6 separate regions of the Mus musculus genome follow, and all the other regions are linked to region 4. A link is a contact called in public Hi-C, HiChIP or PLAC-seq, Micro-C and promoter capture Hi-C data. All regions are on one chromosome and are shown on one strand. The core of a region is the stretch at or near the end of the contact, and the rest is flanking DNA. Distances in the headings are between cores, read along the strand shown.

Region 1 (2,843 bases), core at 344-2,843, 570 kb before region 4:
GACTTAGTCTTCCTTCAGCTAAACAAACTGCAGTTACCCCACCCTCACCCCAAAACACAGTCCTGAGACCAAGCTTGTGTGTCAGTTGCAGACAAATAGTCAGGGGCCATTCTGTGGGACTGGAAGTTGGGGTCCTCACTCAACAGAAAGCAGAATTTTGAAAACTTTCCCAGATGCTGCTGAAGAAGAACACACGGTAAGTAAATAACTTAGGGAAGGTCACAGACCTGGTCCCTTTTGAAGCTGGGCCTCAGCCTGGGTCTGGTGGACGCTGGAGTTCCCTGTTTCTCTCCTTTACTAAACTGTCTCCTGGCCTGTAGCCATCCATGTGCCTGTACAATTCACTGTAACGTAGGAACATGGAGAACTCTGGCCGGTGTTGGCTCTGCAGAGGGGATCAGCCACTCCTCCTGCCCTGTCTAGAGTCTTCCTTAAGCTGCCCAACTCCCTATAACAGCCCCAAGGTAGGGTGGAACAATCGGACCTTATATCCTAACGCCGCGTACCTTCACTGGTTTGCTAGACTCAGAGACACCCCCACTCCAGTCCATAAATGTAAAGAATTGGATCTGTCTTAGTTAGGACATCTATTGCTGTGAAGAGACACCATACCCACAACAACTCTCATAAAAGAAAATATTTAACTGGGGCTGGCTTACAGTTCAGAGGACTAGTCCACTATCATCATGACAGGAAGCATGGCATGTGCAGGCAGACATGGTGCTGGAAGAGGAGCTGAGAGTTCTACATCTGGATCCACACACAGCAGGACACTGGCCAGGCTTGAACTTCTGAAACCCCAAAGTCCGCCTCCTAGTGACACACCTCCTCCAACAAGGTCACACCTACTCCAACAAGGCCAAACCTCCTAATAGGGCCAGTCCCTATGGGCCTATGGGGCCATTTGTATTCAAATGACCACGATATTCTATCCCAGCCTCCTCCACTGCCTGCACTGTGTTTTGTCTGTGTGAGGTTGTTGGGTCTCCTAGATTTGGAGTTGTGAGCTACCCTGTGGGTGCTGGGAATAGAACCCGGGTCCTCTGGAAGAGCAGTGAGTGCTCTTAACCGCTGAGCCATCTCTCCAGCCCCCTAATGTTTTTTAGTAGTAACAGAACACTTTCTTATTTTGTGTGTATGTTTATGTGTGTATGCATGCATGTCACAGCAGTGCACACACAATTTGTGGGAATCGAGTTTCTGCTTCCAACATGTGGATCACAGAGATTGAACTCACAGTGTCAGACTTTGAAGCAAGCTCGTCACCGGCTTCGCCTTGCAAGGCCTGAGTGCCTAACTACATCCATGGAAGAAGCCAACGCTAATCCCCACAATTTTGGTCCATTTCCGGCGTTTTCTCCTCCTCTTCCTCTCGGTTCAGCCTTCAGGGTGGAACTGGGCGGAAGATGAAGGCGGAGCTAAGAACTGGGGGGCGTAGCTTATCCGCAGGCAGGACAATCTGAAGCCTCCTAGGACCTTCCGGTGCGTGGCAGAAACTACAACACCCACAATGCCTCGCGGTCCCGTGACCGTGTAGTCGCGAGAACTGTCGGCTTGTGGGCGTCTGCGCCGAGAAACCGAAGTGTAGGTGACGGTTCCGAGACATCGCCGCCAAGCTGGGCACCGGGGAGATGGCCGAGACGGACCCCAAGACCATGCAGGACATCACCTTGGTGGTAAGCGGCAGCCTCATATGGGCCTGGACACCCCGGGGCCGCTCTCGGCCCTGGCGTGGGGTGTGGCCAGCGGCCTCGGCCCGCGCACCTGCGGGGCTCGCCCTCCGGTCGGCCCCGACCCGGACCCTCCGGACCTGACCCGCAGGGACACCGATCCGAGCTGGCAGGCCCTTGCTGAAGGCCTCACACTCCAGCCGGGAACCACCACCACCCCACCCCCCCTTCATGCCTGCGTCCTCGGCTCCCCAACGCCGGTCCCAGGAAGGGGGTCTCGGCATAGGTTGGGATCGGCTGACTTGTCCTGGTTTCTCTTAGGTGGAGACGCTCTTGCAGCAGATGCAAGACAAGTTTCAGATCATGTCAGACCAGATCATCGGAAGGAATATCCTTTTGATTTGGAGGCAGTTTCTTAACTGTGGGGGTGAGCGGGGTGGTTTACAAACAGATTTCAGTTAGTCATTTAGAAATTGCCTTTTTTTTTACAAAGGGTTTATTATTTTTAATTATATGTATAAGGGGGTACTGGGAGTGACTGAGACCAGAGGCGTTGGATCCCCTGGAGCTGGAGTAACAGGCGGTTGTGAACTGCCCAGTACACTCGTGCCCTCTGCAGGAGCCTCGCGTGCTCTTAACGGCCGAGCCTTTTCCCCGTCCCCACTTAGAAGTGTCTTTCCTGATCTTGGCTATATTGTGTTCCCGTGGAGGACTGTGCCAAGAGCCAGAGACACAGCGAGACCTACCCCAAGCCCTTGTTGGTGCCCCTCCAGAACACCAGTAAAGGGGTTTGCATGGTAACCGTTGTCTGGGAGTACTTCTAGAGTTGGAGGTGTAGGGAAGAAAACTCACCCCAGTCCCCCCGAACCCCGACCGCCAGGCTGTCACTGTAGCCAGATGAAACTGGGGAAGCAGCTGTTTAAACCAGTGGGCGGGGGCCTGGGGGGGAGAGGCCGAGGTGAGGTGATGCTGCCGTGCGGGCTCTTTAACTGTGCCACTAGATGACATGAGCAGTCGGATTGACGACCTGGAGAAGAATATCGCTGACCTCATGACCCAGGCTGGAGTAGAAGAACTGGACCCTGAAAACAAGATTCCTACTGCCCAGAAGAGTTGAAGGTGAGGGGGGGGGGTTACCTCAGCGTAAAACGCCCGTCAGTGCGACGGGGTGGG
Region 2 (2,700 bases), core at 186-2,685, 520 kb before region 4:
CTCAAATGTATAGTCTTGGTAGACAGCAAAGCCAAACTGGATCCTACCACATGGGTCAGAAAGAGAGTCACAGACTCGAGTTAGGATAAAGTGACTTTCCCCCTAGCTGGAAGGCACGTGGTCCATCTTAAGTTCTTATCAAAGAGCCAGGTACAGGTTGGAGCCTGGATCCGGTTGTAAGGTCCCAGACGTCATTCTTGGGATTTGGTCTATCGATAGTTTGAAGAGAAACCATGCACCAAAAAATGAACTGTGGTTTCTCTAGGACAGTCACAACAGTCTGGATCCAAGATGACTGTCATCATATCAAGCTGAATCCATACAGAGCCTACTCTACCAGTCTGATTCCTTTTTGCAGTTATTTTAATGTGACTCCCTCCCTCAGATGGTAAACTGAAGGAGAATGAGCAGGGCTATTTCAAATGCAAGCCTAGGGTGGGCCTGGAACTCACCAAACAATTGAAAATCATTTCACTGAAAGAATGAATGAATGAATGAATGAATGAGGCCCAGCAAGGAAGCTGGTAGGGAAGAGATTCTTCCTATACCCATTTCCGGCATGACCAGACGGAAGCTCTAGGATGCAGCAGGAGGCATGGGCTGGGTCTCCAGCAGTTCTGTCTGGGTGGGATTCTTGACATGAGCCAGAGAGTACCTAGGGAGGGTCTGTTGGGAGAGACCCTGTTCTACTGTCCGCGGGTCGGGACAGGGTCAAAATGTCAAGTCAGAGAATTACTCTGAGAATTACATGCTTGGTGTGTACATGTGCATATACATTTCCTTGTACACACGTGTGGGGGTGCACGTATGTACATGTGTGGTTCTGGAAGCCAGAAGACACCTCGAGTGATGGCGCTACCCGCATACTTTTTGTTTGGTTGGTTTGGAGATAGGGTCTCTGGCTGACCTAGACTTACCTTGTTATCTGGACTGGCTGGCTCTTGTCCACCTCCCTGAGCTAGGACTACAAGCGTTTTCCCATGGGTTCTGGATATGAACTCAAGTTCTCAATCACTTTATCAAATGAGCCATCCCCATTCCTAGGAGACCTAGTCCAGCATGCAACCTTAAATTTCTCAGCTCCTCACCTACGCTAGATCCGAACCCTAGCACAGGAGGCTGCGTGCATAGCACGGTCCCGGGAAGAGCTGAGATGTCAAGCTCTCAGATCAAGAGAAGCGCGTGCGTAGTGGGGAAAGGGACTGAGGCGGTGACTCTCAGAACAGGTGTAAGGATGCAAGCCAAGAGGGCGAGTCAGGTGCCCCGGGGCTACCGGGTTCCGGGGACCTTTGGCTGCACTTGGCCTCCGGCCTGAGAAAGCCACCTCGCCCCTCCCCCGCCGTTCTACCCCCCGATTGGCCAATGTCTCCGTCCGCCGTCCGGCCTCGGCCAATGGGGCCGGCGAGAAACCGGAAGCCGGAGCCGGAAGCGAGGCAGAGGCCCGCTCTCCAGTGGCGTCTCCCGCTAGCAGCTGTCGCGGAGCTGTCATGCGAGGCCTCGGGCCAGGCTTGAGGGCTCGGCGCCTGCTCCCACTGCGGTCCCCGCCGCGGCCTCCGGGGCCCCGGGGACGTCGGCTGTGCGGCGGGCTCGCGGCCAGCGCCATGGACGAGCTGCTGCGGCGAGCCGTGCCCCCGACGCCGGCCTACGAGCTGCGCGAGAAGACGCCGGCGCCCGCCGAGGGCCAGTGCGCCGACTTCGTGAGCTTCTACGGCGGCCTGGCCGAGGCGTCCCAGCGCGCCGAGCTGCTCGGCCGCCTGGCTCAGGGCTTCGGCGTGGACCACGGCCAGGTGGCCGAGCAGAGCGCCGGGGTGCTGCAGCTGCGCCAGCAGGCGCGCGAGGCGGCCGTGCTGCTGCAGGCGGAGGACCGGTTGCGCTACGCGCTCGTGCCGCGGTATCGCGGCCTCTTCCATCACATCAGCAAGCTGGACGGCGGCGTGCGCTTCTTGGTGCAGCTGCGGGCCGATCTGCTGGAGGCGCAGGCCCTCAAGCTGGTGGAGGGGCCGCACGTCCGGGTAAGGCCCCGCCCGGGCCACCGCGACCCCGGGGCCGCCGCCCCCCGCCACCGCCCCGGGGCCCTGCCCACTTCCCACTCCCCACTCCCCAGACCCTTACCCATGCCCCTGCAGCCACCTCGCCGGCCTCAGATACCACGGTGCTTACTGCGTGGTTCGTAGCACTATCCTCGGGGGTCACTGTCGGGTGTGACACCCATTGCGCTTACTCCAAAATAGCTCTAGTTTTAACTGCGCTGTTCTTGAACAAGGATGGAACACGGCTTTGGGCAAAGTTTGGGCACCTCCCACGAACGTCCATCACCCTAACAGGTTACACGAAATGCACAAACATGGCCAAAAGTCAAGGTCACCACCGCCTGGGTCTCTAAAGCCTCCAGTCCTCTTTCTGCAATCTGACTTTGGACAAGAGATTTGATTCCAAACCCCCAGCCCCAGACGCAGTGATCCTAAGTTGACTTTTTAGTACCTGTGCTAGTCAGCAGCTTACCCAGCGATATCATGTAGCGTACAGATAACGGAGGTGTATATAGCTGAGACCCAAAGGATTGTCTAGCATAGCTGCCAGCCATTAATATTCAATAAAGAGGAGCATTGACCCTGAGTTCATACACAATGATATCACCATTTCAGAAGTCCCCAGTGTTCAAAGCCTCATCTGCTTTTTTCCTGACCTGCTTGAAACAGG
Region 3 (2,700 bases), core at 18-2,517, 760 kb after region 4:
ATCCCAGTTCTCAGGAATCTAGAGCAGGAAGTGCTGGGAGTGCCAGGCTAGCATGGGGGGCTACATTCAAAGCAAGTCTCCGATTCAATGCAGTCATTTTGGTGGGAGAGGGGGAGACAGGATTAGCATTCCCTCCTAGGCCAGCTCAGATTTTTAACTTCAGAGCTCATTCTGAGATGTAAATGAGGCTGTGGGGAGACTGGGTGGTTACGGGTCTGATCTGTTTCTCAGGTGCGTCAGGACTGCACCTGAGAGCGCTTCCAAGATGTAGTAAGCAGCGCCTGACCATATCAGTCCAGGGCTTTATAAAGGCAAACCGCAGAGTTAGAATTCCGGGTCTTGCAAATGTCTCTTAAGCAGAGAAACCGAGTTTGATTACAAGCGCAGAAACAGCAGTCCGTATTATAACCTATAATCTTGCTAAAACAGCAAGTCTGGGGCAAAAAAATCGGCAAGTGGACCCACAAAATACAAAAACAAACAAACAAACAAAAAAACCTCTGTAAAACTAGAGATTTACATGCTATAGGCATTTTTTTCTTTGTGGCCTCACAAACACATTAAGTTTAAACTTTAAACGTTACCTATCCCAGATCTCACTAATGTAGACCAGGCTGGCCTCGAACTCTTGCCTCCCCATCTCGAGTGCTGGTTTTAAGGACGTCCACCACACATTCGAGTTTCTCGGTCATCTTACAAAACCTCGAGAGCTCCCCGGGAGCAGCCGCAGCGTCCCGCGAAGGGCGCCCGACTCCGCCCGGCCCGGAACCCCGCGCCGCGGCCTCGACCGCGAGCTTACCAGGGTGAGCGCCACCTCCAGCATGGGCGTCAGAGCCAGCGTGCCGTGGAAGAGCGGGATGCAGTCCACGAAGAGCGTGTGGCTGCCCGCTCCGGGAGGATGCTCCTTGCGCGGCCTCTGCCTCTCGGCCACCAGGAGCCCGTTGACGGCGCAGTGCGGGTACTTGGCGCCGTGGAGCACCATCTTGCAGTAGGCCTGCGTAGTCAGCTTCACGCCGGGCATCGCGACCCACGCACCGCGGTCCTCCGCCACGACCCTCCGCTGCACGCCGTGACGCTCTCGCACCTCCGGCCGCGGCCTCCCGCCTCAGCCGGTCGGCCGGAAAACGTCTGCCGGAAAGCAGCTGCTACCCGCTCGGCCTTTCGCGACAGTTACCGCCCCGCCCCGCCTCGTCCTGCCCCGCCCTGCCCCGAGCCGCGCCGCCCCGCCCCGCCCCGCCCCGCGCTCTGAAACGGACGGGCTTGGGGCGGGGCTTCCCTGATTCCCGCGATGCTTCGCGGCTCCGTCTTGGTCTTCCGGTTGCGGGCCCCGTTCTTCCGGTCGCGAGCACCCCAGGGTGTAGAGGGCGGTCGCGGCGGTCGCCTGGGCAGCGGTGGCAGGTGACGGCCTTGGACGGCGGGTGAGGGTGGCACGGTCGGGGGCCCGAGGACCTGGAGCGCCGGGGCCGGGAGCGGTGCCTCCGAGACGCCCCCGGACCCGGGACTTGAGCGGCTCGGTGACCTTGGGGCGCCCGCTTCCCCGAGCGGGTCTGTTGTCTCGGGTCCCCGCTCCGGCCTGCCGGGCACCGGGCGTTCCCGCTGTGCCAGGCCCGAGGGACAGCGACCTGAGCCCTGACGTCACGCTACGGTTTCTGCCGCCCCGGGCGTTGATTTTTTTTTTCCCGGGCTCGGACGTTCTTTCTCGGGGATCGAATCTCAGGGGTTGTGCTACAGTGAGGCGTGGGGCTCGGGTCGCTGGGGCGGGTGACAGGGTCATCCAGGTCGCCTGCGGGACGCAGGAACGGGAAGCGGGCCAGGGCCTGAGCCTGGGCGGCCTCCTCCCGCTTGCCCTTCGCAGTCTCTGTACAAGTCAATTTTTAAAATAAAACTCAGTCGCAGGAGGTGTGCTACCGTGCTATCTATCTATCTATCTATCTATCTATCTATATATCTAGTTCTAGCAGTTTCAGTCATTTTTGTCTTTCTAGTTAATTTTTTAAGAAGCCGGATTTATAGTCATTGGCCAAAGCCATGTATATTACAGCCCTTGGCTTGATGTAAGGAAGTTCACCCTGTGCCTTCGCATCAGTAATAAAAACCGGATCCTGGGGGCATGCCTCTGGCCTGTAATGCCGGCTCTTACGAGGTAGAGGAAGGTAATAGTGGAAGCTTTCAGGCCAGTCCGTGCCTTAAAAAGTTGATGAAATCATTACCAAAAAAAAAAAAAAAAAACATTTAACATTTCGGGGGATAAGTTGCATTTACTTCCTTAATGTTTTGCCGCAAAAAGACTTTGGCTAAAAGGTGTTTGCTGTCATTGTTAAGAGGTATAAGGGTTTTTTTTTGTCTTTCAGAATGTTGGCTTCCAGAGCGCTGAGCCTGATTGGCAAGAGAGCCATTTCTACTTCGGTGTGCCTTCGAGCACATGGTGAGCAGGACTTTCACTCCCTTCCCTGCCCTTTTCTTTCTCCTCCCTTTGGTTTTTCATGACAGGGTTTCTCTGCATGGCTCTGGCTGCCTTGGAGCGCAGAGACTTAACCTGCCTCTGACTCCCATGTTCTGGGATTAAAGATGTGCACCGCCATGCCCGGCTCAGGACTTTTACTTTCTTTTTCTTTTTTTTTTTTTTTTAAAGATTTACTTATTTATTTTATGTATATGAGTACACACAGTAGCTGTACAGATGGGTGTGAGCTTTCATCT
Region 4 (2,700 bases), core at 117-2,616:
GAAAATTCTCAGGAGAAAGAAACCATTGAACCAACTCGTAGAGTTTTGCTTTGCTTTGCTTTGTTTGCTTTGTGGAGCCAGAGTTCGGAGTATGAAGCGTAGCCCTGTACTAGGGAAGTAGGGGCGGGAGATACAGGAGTTTCAGTTCATCCTTGGCTGCTAGAAAGTTTGAAGCCAATGTGCATGGGGCGCACGCCTTTAATCCCAGCCCTTGGGAGGCAGAGGCAGGCAGATTTCTGAGTTCGAGACCAGCCTAGTCTGCCAAGTGAGTTTCAGGACAGCTGGGGCTTTACAGGGAAACCCTGTCTTGAAAAACGAAAGAAAGAAAGAAAGAAAGAAAGAAAGAAAGAAAGAAAGAAAGAAAGAAAGAAAGAAAGGAAGGAAGGAAGGAAGGAAGGAAGGAAGGAAGGAAGGAAGGAAGGAAGGAAGAGAAAGAGAGAAAGTAAGTTTGAAGCCAGTGCGCATGGTGGTGCCCACCTTTAATCCCAGCATTTGGGAGGCAGAGGCAGGTGCATTTCTTAGTTTTAGGCCAGCCTGGTCTACAAAGTGAGTTCCAGGACAGCCAGGGCTACACAGAGAAACCCTGTCTTGAAAAACCAAAAAAAAAAAAAAAAAAAAAAGAAAAGAAAGTTTGAAGCCAATTTTTGCTACATGTGTAGCACAGCAAAGAAAAACAAAACCAAGACACCTGAGGGCAACTCTCTGGAGCAGCTGTGCCCACACTTGAACATTATCCTTTTCCTTCTTGTCTCTAGATCCTAAACTCAGTCCTACCCGTGTACCCTCTCTCACCTCTACTTAATAAACTTGCCAACTTTGCCCCACAGGGGCTTGTCATAAAATTCTTTCCTGGCCCGGCAGTGGTGTACACCTTTAATCCCTAATCCCTGCACGCTGGAAGCAGAGATAGGCAGATCTCAGAACTCAAGGCCGGCCTGGTCTACAGCTGGGAGTAGGAGGTTTAGTAAGGTTTTTTGTTTGTTTTTATTATTATTATTGCCTATATGGCTGAGTCAAGAACTTTCCCGTGTGTATACACTTGCGTGTGTGCAATAACTAACACCTACTGAGTCTCTACCCTTTGCAGAATGTGCTAAGTCATCAACATGACTATCCACCCCCCACCCCGAGACAGAGCTACCTTACGTAGCTGTGTGTGACCTGGAACTTGCTATGTAGACTGGTCTGCAATTCATAGATGATCGTCCTACCTCTGCAGTCTATATACTGAGCTCACAGGAGTACAATTCCTGGATTAACGAGTTCTTTCTAAAATTGTTTATTTTGCGTGTGCCCCTTTGTATGTCAGAAGACAGTCTGTAGTTGGTTTTCCCCTGGCGTCATGTGGATCCAGAGAATGGAACTCATTTGGTCCTCAAGGGTACAGGAGGCAGGGCTCCGTTACCCGCTGAGTCATCTCACTAGCTCCTTCAACGTTTACTTTTATGTTTTACAAAGAAAAAAAAAATCTTTTTTTCCCCAATGCCAGGTAAAACAAGCTAGTGAAGAGAATGAAGAGTGAAGGAATGAATGAATGAACGAACGGTCAGAAGAGCGCGCTCCATAGGGTAAGGGATCCTTGGAGATCTCCAGCGGAGATCCCAGGGCGGAGCTCAGGCGGACCCAGCGCAGTAACCACTCCGGAACTCCACCTTGCAGCCCCAGGGTGCCTGGCCAGCTCCATCCTCACGCCCTCGCCTGGAGCAGCCGCCCTCGGCGCGCTGGGGACAGAAGGGTCGCCGGCCCGGGGCGCACGCCCACCTGTCGCGCGCAGGCGCAGAACGCCGCCTGGCTCTCCCGCGGCGCAGTCAGTGCGCAGGCGCGGCGGCCGCTGCGAGTGTGTCTGTGCGGCGAGAAGATGGCGGCGACGGGAGACGCGGCGTGAGAAGCCGGAGCAGCACCGAACCTCATTGAGACGGGCCGCCATGGCCCTCCACAACCCACAGGTAGCGCGGGCCGTGTCTGGGCTGGGAGGTCTGGGCCACGGGACGGCCTCGGGGCGACGATCGCGAGGTGCGCGGCGGGCGAGCGGTGGGGGAGGCGCCGGCACGCTGCCGGCCTAGGCCCGCGCCGCGCCCCTCAGTGCCGCGCTTCCCCGGCTTCGGAGGCCGCCCGAATCTCCCCGAGAGCGCCCGAGCCGCCCCGAGAGTGTCCGAGCCGCCCCGAGAACGCCCGAGGCCGCAGGGAAGGCCTCCGCGTGCCCGGCCCGCAGCCGCCGAGTCCCGGGCGACGCTCTGGCCCAGCGCCGCCGGGGACCTGGCCCCTGGCCTCGGGAATTCTATTGCAAAGAAAACCGGGAAGCGCCGGGGCGGCATACTCCGGTTTGCCCGAGACTGACACCTTTTGCACGGTGTCCGAGCCCGGGCTGGGTCGGGGCCCGGCAGGCCGGATTGCCTGCTGTGTTTTCTGTGCCCGGAGCTGCTCCTGCAGCCCCTCTCCTAAGATGCACTTAGGACGAGTGAGAAGTCAGCACGTGGTGCCGCTTCTCCGGGCTGCGACTCTCGGGAAACTAAGAAGTAAAATTGCCTTTTTGAGGATGGTAGGTGGATGTATGTACAAGGCAGGTGAGGTCGGTCTGGTGAGGCCACCTTTGAAGAACGATCGTCTTTTTATTTGATCTTTCTCTTGGTCCACGATCGCCTCTAACTTAAGTTTTTTTTTTTCCCTATCTCAGCCTGGTGCGTTGCAGGCAAGAGCCAC
Region 5 (2,700 bases), core at 40-2,539, 720 kb after region 4:
GGCACAGGCCAACTGCTGGCTAAGCACTCACATCTCCGCGTCCTCAGCCCAGGAGGACGAGTTGCTTTGTAAGTGACCTACACCTCCCTAGGGGACGCACACTCCGGCCTGGTGTGTGCCCACCAGCTGAGGCCTTCCAGGGACAGATTAGACACAGCTTTCCACGGCCTTGGGGCTGGTGGAGGGATTAAGTCTTTCCATAAATATACAGCCTTTCTCCTGTGCAGAGGACCCGGACCTGAGGGAGGGGGGACCACGAAGGGGACCAAGCTACATTGTGTCCTGACTAGGAAAGGGATCTGGATAGGCAAGAGGTGCTTTCAGCTGCTAGCACAACCAGAGAGGTGTCTCAGGCTGGAGAGAGACATCAGAATCTGCCACACAGGAGAAGCCGTCTGGGACTCAGTTTCCTTGTCTGTAAAACAGGGCGTGTTCTAACATTTCTCTACTCTCTCGGGAACGACTCCTACATTGCGCTGCACCGTTCTCTTGGCAAAGGCCAGAAGTCCTTCCTGCCCTCAGAGTCCCCAAGGGGAGCTGCGGGTCCTCTTTTTAATAAGCGCCCTCCCCAGATCTGCCAGGGCCAGCCCTGCCAAGAGAAGTGCCTGCTTCGAGCGGGTCGCCCTTTGCGGTCGCGAAGCTGCTTTGATGTACTGGGCGCCCCTAAGCGAGGCAGCTCATCAATAATACATTGGAAACACTTGGTGGAGGGAAGCGGTTCCTCCCGAGGCCTCCTGCCCCCACCTTGCCCGACTGCTCGGCAACCTGACAACCCAGCCGGGTGCAAAGAGGGGCCTGAGGCTGCCACGCGCGGGACACGCCCCCGCCCGATGTCAGACACGCGGCCAGAGGAGGCCGAGCTGATCAGCGAAGTCTGCAGGAAGTTGTGGGACGCCAGGGTCCAAAGGGTCCCCCATCACTCTGGAGTCCCCACCACCTTGGGGTCTCCACAGGCCACCCCTCCCCCGTCTCCACCCCACCCCATGCTCCCTACCCTCCCGGGTTCCCCAACCCGGGTCTCCACCGTCTCGGATTCCCCACCTCGGGGTCCCCTTGGTCCCAGATCTCCACGATCCTGGGGTCCCTCGTCCTGGGTCCCTATCCCAGGTCGCCAAAACCCAGGTCCCGGTGCGTCCGCCGTGGCGCGCACGGCGCGCGCACACTCACCGCTTCCTGGGGCGCGCTGGGCGCGGACGCTGGCGGCCGTGAGGGACACCAGGCGACGCGCTTGCAGCCGTGGGCCGCGGGGGTCATGGCCCGGCCTGCTCTGCCTGCAGCCGCGCTTGCCTCGGCCCCCGCCCGGCACCTGGAGGGCGGCGCCGCCCGGGCCGCTCCGCCCCGCAGCCCGCCCAGGGCTCAGCCACAACCCCTGCCGCCGCGCCTCCCTGCCCGCCTCCCCCACCGCAGCCGCGCTCCCGGCACCGGGCAAAGTTTGGGCATCGGCCGGCTGTCCCCGGTTCTGTGGAAGGAAATGGGGAGCCCGGCTCCGCCTCCTGTGCAGAGACGCAGAGGTAACGCCCCCGGCTCGTCGCTGCAGTTGGGAGGTTCAGGTGGCATTGTGACTCCCGGGCTTCCCCGCTGCTGGGTTCTGGCATTTTGACTGGCCACGTGCCCCCGCCTGTCACAGCTGGCAGAGGACCTGAGGGTGAAGACTCAGAGGCCTCGGGCTGCCGCCTCCCCACTCCCTATATCATGATTACTTTTGTATTATTTGAGATAGGGCCTCTTGTAGCCCACACAAGGCTGCCCTTGAACCCCTGATCCTCTGACCTCTATCTCCTAAGTGCTAGGATTACAAGCTTGGGGCCAATGCCTAGCCACCTTTATTTTTATGTTTTTGATGTCATGGCTTCCCCGTACCCCTCCTCCATACATCCAGCAAGTATCCACCACTGAGCCATACACCCACACCCTTTCAATACCCAGGTGTGGCTTCCAGCCCTGTCTCTTTTTCTTTTCTTTTCTTTTCTTTTTTTGGTTTTTCGAGACAGAGTTTCTCTGTATAGCCCTGGCTGTCCTGGAACTCACTTTGAAGACCAGGCTGGCTTCGAACTCAGAAATCTGCCTGCCTCTGCCTCCCGAGTGCTGGCCAGCCCTGTATCTTAATGGTTCTCTCATGGGACCCTCCTCAATGCCCCACGCACCTGCCTAGATCAATTCTTTGTCGCAAGTCTGTAGCGTGTGGCCACTCTACCAGCCTCAGGTCTCCGTACCCCCGGGCTGTGTATGTTTCTAATGACTATAAGGGGAAACTGAGTCCAGGGCAGGAAAGTGGAATTCCTGCGGTGGATACACAGGTACGATCCTACTATGAACCATCACTAAAGAAAAATGCAGTGACATTTCAGACCCTGGCTTTGTTAAGGCCACAGGGATAGGAGATGGATCAAATATTCTTCAGAATTCCAGCAGAAGTGGGTAGGATAGCCCATGTCCCACCTTCCCCAGGCAACATGGGGCCTGCCCTGGCTTGAGCCCCCAGGTCCTCGTGTGAAGTGGGCATTCCTGGGCCAGCACTTTGTGCCTGCCTGCCATGTCTGTCTCCAGGCATGAACCAGGATGGGCGGAAGTGTTTAGGAGCTGGAGCAGGGCGTTTGCTGTGGTCTCCAGCTTCACAACACAGCATGTTACATCACCTCCCCCAGCCGTGCCCCTTCTCTGGAACACAGAACAGATGCTTCCCATACATGTGTACACATA
Region 6 (2,836 bases), core at 157-2,656, 680 kb after region 4:
GATGGCCACGTGACCACAGGCCAACTGCAAACCACACATTTCCAGAAGACAGAGCCGCATGGCACACGACAGCATTCTGTTGACCTCAGATCCCAGGACAGAGAGGCCTCCTGCACTCCTGACTGCTCCTCTCCATGTAGCAAAGGCAATAGAAGTCTGTTCCCCTGCTCCCCAACCCTGGCCAGCAGACACTGGGAAATGGACTCAGGCTTTGGGGGACAGGGGTGCTAAAGATGCCCCTCAAGGCACAGAAACTGGGGTCCCAGTTTCAAGACTATCAGAGTCACCAGACAGTGGTGGCGCACGCCTTTAATCCCAGCACTTGGGAGGCAGAGGCAGGCGGATTTCTGAGTTCGAGGCCAGCCTGGTCTACAGAGTGAGTTCCAGGACAGCCAGGGCTACACAGAGAAACAAAAAAAGACAAACAAAAACAAAACTTGTTTAAGGTTGCATCTCTGTTCCCCAATCCCTACCTGTACTGGCTAGTTTTGTGTCAACTTGACACAGCTGGAGTTATCACAGAGAAAGGAGCCTCCCTTGAGGACATGCCTCCATGAGATCCAGCTGTAAGGCATTTTCTCAATTAGTGATCAAGGGGGAAAGGCCCCTTGTGGGTGGTGCCATCTCTGGGCTGATAATCCTGGGTTCTATAAGAGAGCAGGCTGAGCAAACCAGGGGAGGCAAGCCAGTCAAGAACATCCCTCCATGGCCTCTGCATCAGCTCCTGCTTCCTGACCTGCTTGAGTTCCAGTCCTGACTTCCTTGGTGATGGAAGTGTAAGCCAAATAAACCGTTTCCTCCCCAACTTGCTTGTTGGTCATGATGTTTGTGCAGGAATAGAAACCCTGACTAGGACACCACCCCACCCCCAGACAGGGTTTCACTGTGTAGTCCTGGCTGTTTGTCCTGCACCTCCCTCTGTGGACCAAGCTGGCTTCAAACTCAGAGATCTTCCTGCCTCTACCGCCTCTAAAGAGTGCTGGGACTACAGGCGTGCGCCATCACTACAGCCCCCTCCCCGTACAAGCCCGCCCACCCGGGCCCGGGAATGCTCACCCACATCCATCCATTCCGGAGGTAACAGGCGGCACTTCTGTCTCTGTTTCAGGTTAATGGCCAGCCACAGGGGCACGTCCACGGGTAAGCCGGGGTTGAAGGGCCCCAGGTCCCCCTGCAAGGACAACGCAGACCCCAGGTGGAAAGGAGCGGTGACCCGAGCATGATCCCAGGCCGCCGCCCCGTACCGCCCTGGCTCACCCCGATCAGGTAGATCTTGTCCAGACTGAAGTTCGGGATGATAGTCACCAACTCCTTTTCGGCCAAAAACTCCACCTCGGCCGCATCCATGTTGAAGAGTAGGCGGCCCAGGCCCGTTACCGCCCCTCCGCGACTCAGAGGCAGCGCCTCAGGCACTTCTTTCCCGCCACCGCGCGGGGCCCGCCCCTCGAACGGAAGACGTCCTGCGGCGGCCCTATAGAGACGTTGCTCTCTTCGCAGCCTCCAAGTCACAGCTAGTACAAACTCGCGGATTGGTCTGTAGGCGGAGCTGTACGCCGGCCCCGCCCCTCTAAGGCCTACCGATGCCCTTTCCAGTACTTGGGCTCCACGCTTCCTGAATCCTGATCCAGCGAGTTACAGCCCTGACGGCCCCGCCCTACTACGTCACTACCCTCTCTAGGCCCCGCCTCTGGCCCGTCCGCTTTTTTTCATTGGTCTCCGGGTCTGCCTCGACTCCGCCTCTTGCCCGCCTACCACGCTCACGGCCCCGCACCTACCTCGTTTGGGTCGGGTCTGTACAGCCCCGCCTCTTGCTCCCGCCCCTCCTTCGTTCGGCCTCGCCCCTCCTGCGCCCGCCCCCTTCTGTCCACGAGCTGGAGGCTGTGTACTTATGGCTTCTTGCTCCTTTGCGTCCTGCAGCAGGCTGAGTCCCTCGCCTGATTCCACTCTTTGAGGGTAAAGGTTTGGAGCCGAGTTTTCACCTGCGCGAAACACAGATCCAGGAATAAACGCATTCATCTCAAAGTCAGCTCCGGGTCCCCGGACATGGCTGGCTGGTCCACACAGACGCCATATCGAAGGAAGTGTTTTCCCTTTAATTTTAGTCTTTGCCCTTTCTACAGATGGTTTAAAAGCAATGAAAATGCGCCTCCCCTATCTGCTCCATGCAGATCCTTCGAGACAGAGCCCAGAATCAGAACTTTGGCAAACCAAACCTCAGGTGAGACTACAGGGACAAGTTTGCACACGTATTATCATTCTTTTATTATTGTTGTTATTGCAATTGTGAAGATGGAACCCCGGTCCTCAAAAATGATAAGCACAGCCTCTTCCACTGAGCTATACCCTGGAGCCTGATGCCCTCAAGCCTTCTGTACAGAGTGCCTTGGTAAGCCAACAGCCCTAGAGTCCTTGCATTAATATGGCCCCACAGGGGCATTTTGAATCAGGAGTCTTGTGAGGACAGCTGAACTATTAATAGGCATTATAATCAGGGTGACTCTGGCAGGGTGCCAGCAGACCAGGGTAGCTCCTGGGGAGGAATAGGTCACCTACAACTGGTAAGGACAAGAGGGGCTGGATCTGAGTGTGAAACCCTCACCACTGGGCGCTGAGGTGAGGTGTAATCTTAGTATTCCATAGGTGGAAGCAAGAAGGATCACCAGCTAGGGACAGCCTGAGTCACTCAGCATTTCCTATCTCAAAAATAAAGATATGCAAGGATAGGGGCGTACTCTAATAGAGGGGTTACCCCCTGTCTTAGTCAGGGTTTCTATTCCTGCACAAACATCATGGCCAAGAAGCAAGTTGGGGAGGAAAGGGTTTATTCGGCTTACAC

What was found. Promoter capture Hi-C pulls out the DNA fragments that hold promoters and counts their contacts. Hi-C and Micro-C count contacts between places; a contact is called where the count stands out from the background. HiChIP or PLAC-seq counts read pairs in DNA pulled down with a chosen protein or histone mark.
Region 1: a contact with region 4 is called in a Hi-C map of CD8 T cells, with 4 times the contacts expected there. The contact joins the promoter of Hsbp1 here to the promoter of Usp10 in region 4. A contact is called at or near these places in 1 of 484 Hi-C or Micro-C datasets (CD8 T cells) and 1 of 115 datasets of contacts at active chromatin or transcription factors (memory CD8 T cells).
Region 2: a contact with region 4 is called in a Micro-C map of embryonic stem cells, with 5 times the contacts expected there. The contact joins the promoter of Mlycd here to the promoter of Usp10 in region 4. A contact is called at or near these places in 2 of 39 promoter capture datasets (hippocampal neurons and pre-B cells) and 1 of 484 Hi-C or Micro-C datasets (embryonic stem cells).
Region 3: a contact with region 4 is called in a Micro-C map of embryonic stem cells, with 3 times the contacts expected there. The contact joins the promoter of Cox4i1 here to the promoter of Usp10 in region 4. A contact is called at or near these places in 3 of 39 promoter capture datasets (liver, pre-B cells and stem cell-derived epiblast-like cells), 2 of 484 Hi-C or Micro-C datasets (both in embryonic stem cells) and 1 of 115 datasets of contacts at active chromatin or transcription factors (extraembryonic endoderm stem cells).
Region 5: a contact with region 4 is called in a FOXA1 HiChIP or PLAC-seq map of pancreatic cancer cells. The contact joins the promoter of 1190005I06Rik here to the promoter of Usp10 in region 4. A contact is called at or near these places in 2 of 39 promoter capture datasets (embryonic stem cells and hippocampal neurons) and 1 of 115 datasets of contacts at active chromatin or transcription factors (pancreatic cancer cells).
Region 6: a contact with region 4 is called in a promoter capture Hi-C map of erythroid cells, with 4 times the contacts expected there. The contact joins the promoter of Gins2 here to the promoter of Usp10 in region 4. A contact is called at or near these places in 5 of 39 promoter capture datasets (the 3T3-L1 cell line, erythroid cells, hippocampal neurons and 2 more) and 4 of 115 datasets of contacts at active chromatin or transcription factors (embryonic stem cells, extraembryonic endoderm stem cells, microglia and 1 more).

The regions. Positions count from the first base shown.
Region 1 is chr8:119,342,945-119,345,787 of GRCm38.p6, forward strand. It overlaps Hsbp1 (heat shock factor binding protein 1), which reads left to right and starts at 1,594. Exons shown (of 4, transcript NM_024219.1): 1 at 1,594-1,676; 2 at 1,992-2,058; 3 at 2,669-2,789. The coding sequence starts at 1,632. The coding sequence ends at 2,787.
Region 2 is chr8:119,393,459-119,396,158 of GRCm38.p6, forward strand. Mlycd (malonyl-CoA decarboxylase) reads left to right here and starts at 1,436. Exons shown (of 5, transcript NM_019966.3): 1 at 1,436-2,012. The coding sequence starts at 1,488.
Region 3 is chr8:120,666,958-120,669,657 of GRCm38.p6, forward strand. Cox4i1 (cytochrome c oxidase subunit 4I1) reads left to right here and starts at 1,268. Exons shown (of 5, transcript NM_009941.3): 1 at 1,268-1,398; 2 at 2,352-2,425. The coding sequence starts at 1,289. Gm27021 (predicted gene, 27021) reads right to left here and starts at 1,185. Exons shown (of 4, transcript NM_001308449.1): 1 at 800-1,185. The coding sequence starts at 1,021. Emc8 (ER membrane protein complex subunit 8) reads right to left here and starts at 1,130. Exons shown (of 5, transcript NM_010926.6): 1 at 800-1,130. The coding sequence starts at 1,021.
Region 4 is chr8:119,908,994-119,911,693 of GRCm38.p6, forward strand. Usp10 (ubiquitin specific peptidase 10) reads left to right here and starts at 1,367. Exons shown (of 14, transcript NM_009462.2): 1 at 1,367-1,946. The coding sequence starts at 1,926.
Region 5 is chr8:120,633,101-120,635,800 of GRCm38.p6, forward strand. It overlaps 1190005I06Rik (RIKEN cDNA 1190005I06 gene), which reads right to left and starts at 1,290. Exons shown (of 4, transcript NM_197988.3): 1 at 1,168-1,290. The coding sequence starts at 1,254. The region is part of intron 1 of Gm27021 (predicted gene, 27021); the gene reads right to left.
Region 6 is chr8:120,587,669-120,590,504 of GRCm38.p6, forward strand. Gins2 (GINS complex subunit 2 (Psf2 homolog)) reads right to left here and starts at 1,407. Exons shown (of 5, transcript NM_178856.1): 1 at 1,258-1,407; 2 at 1,057-1,171. The coding sequence starts at 1,347. Gm10614 (a long non-coding RNA gene) reads left to right here and starts at 1,509. Exons shown (of 4, transcript XR_003947476.1): 1 at 1,509-2,386.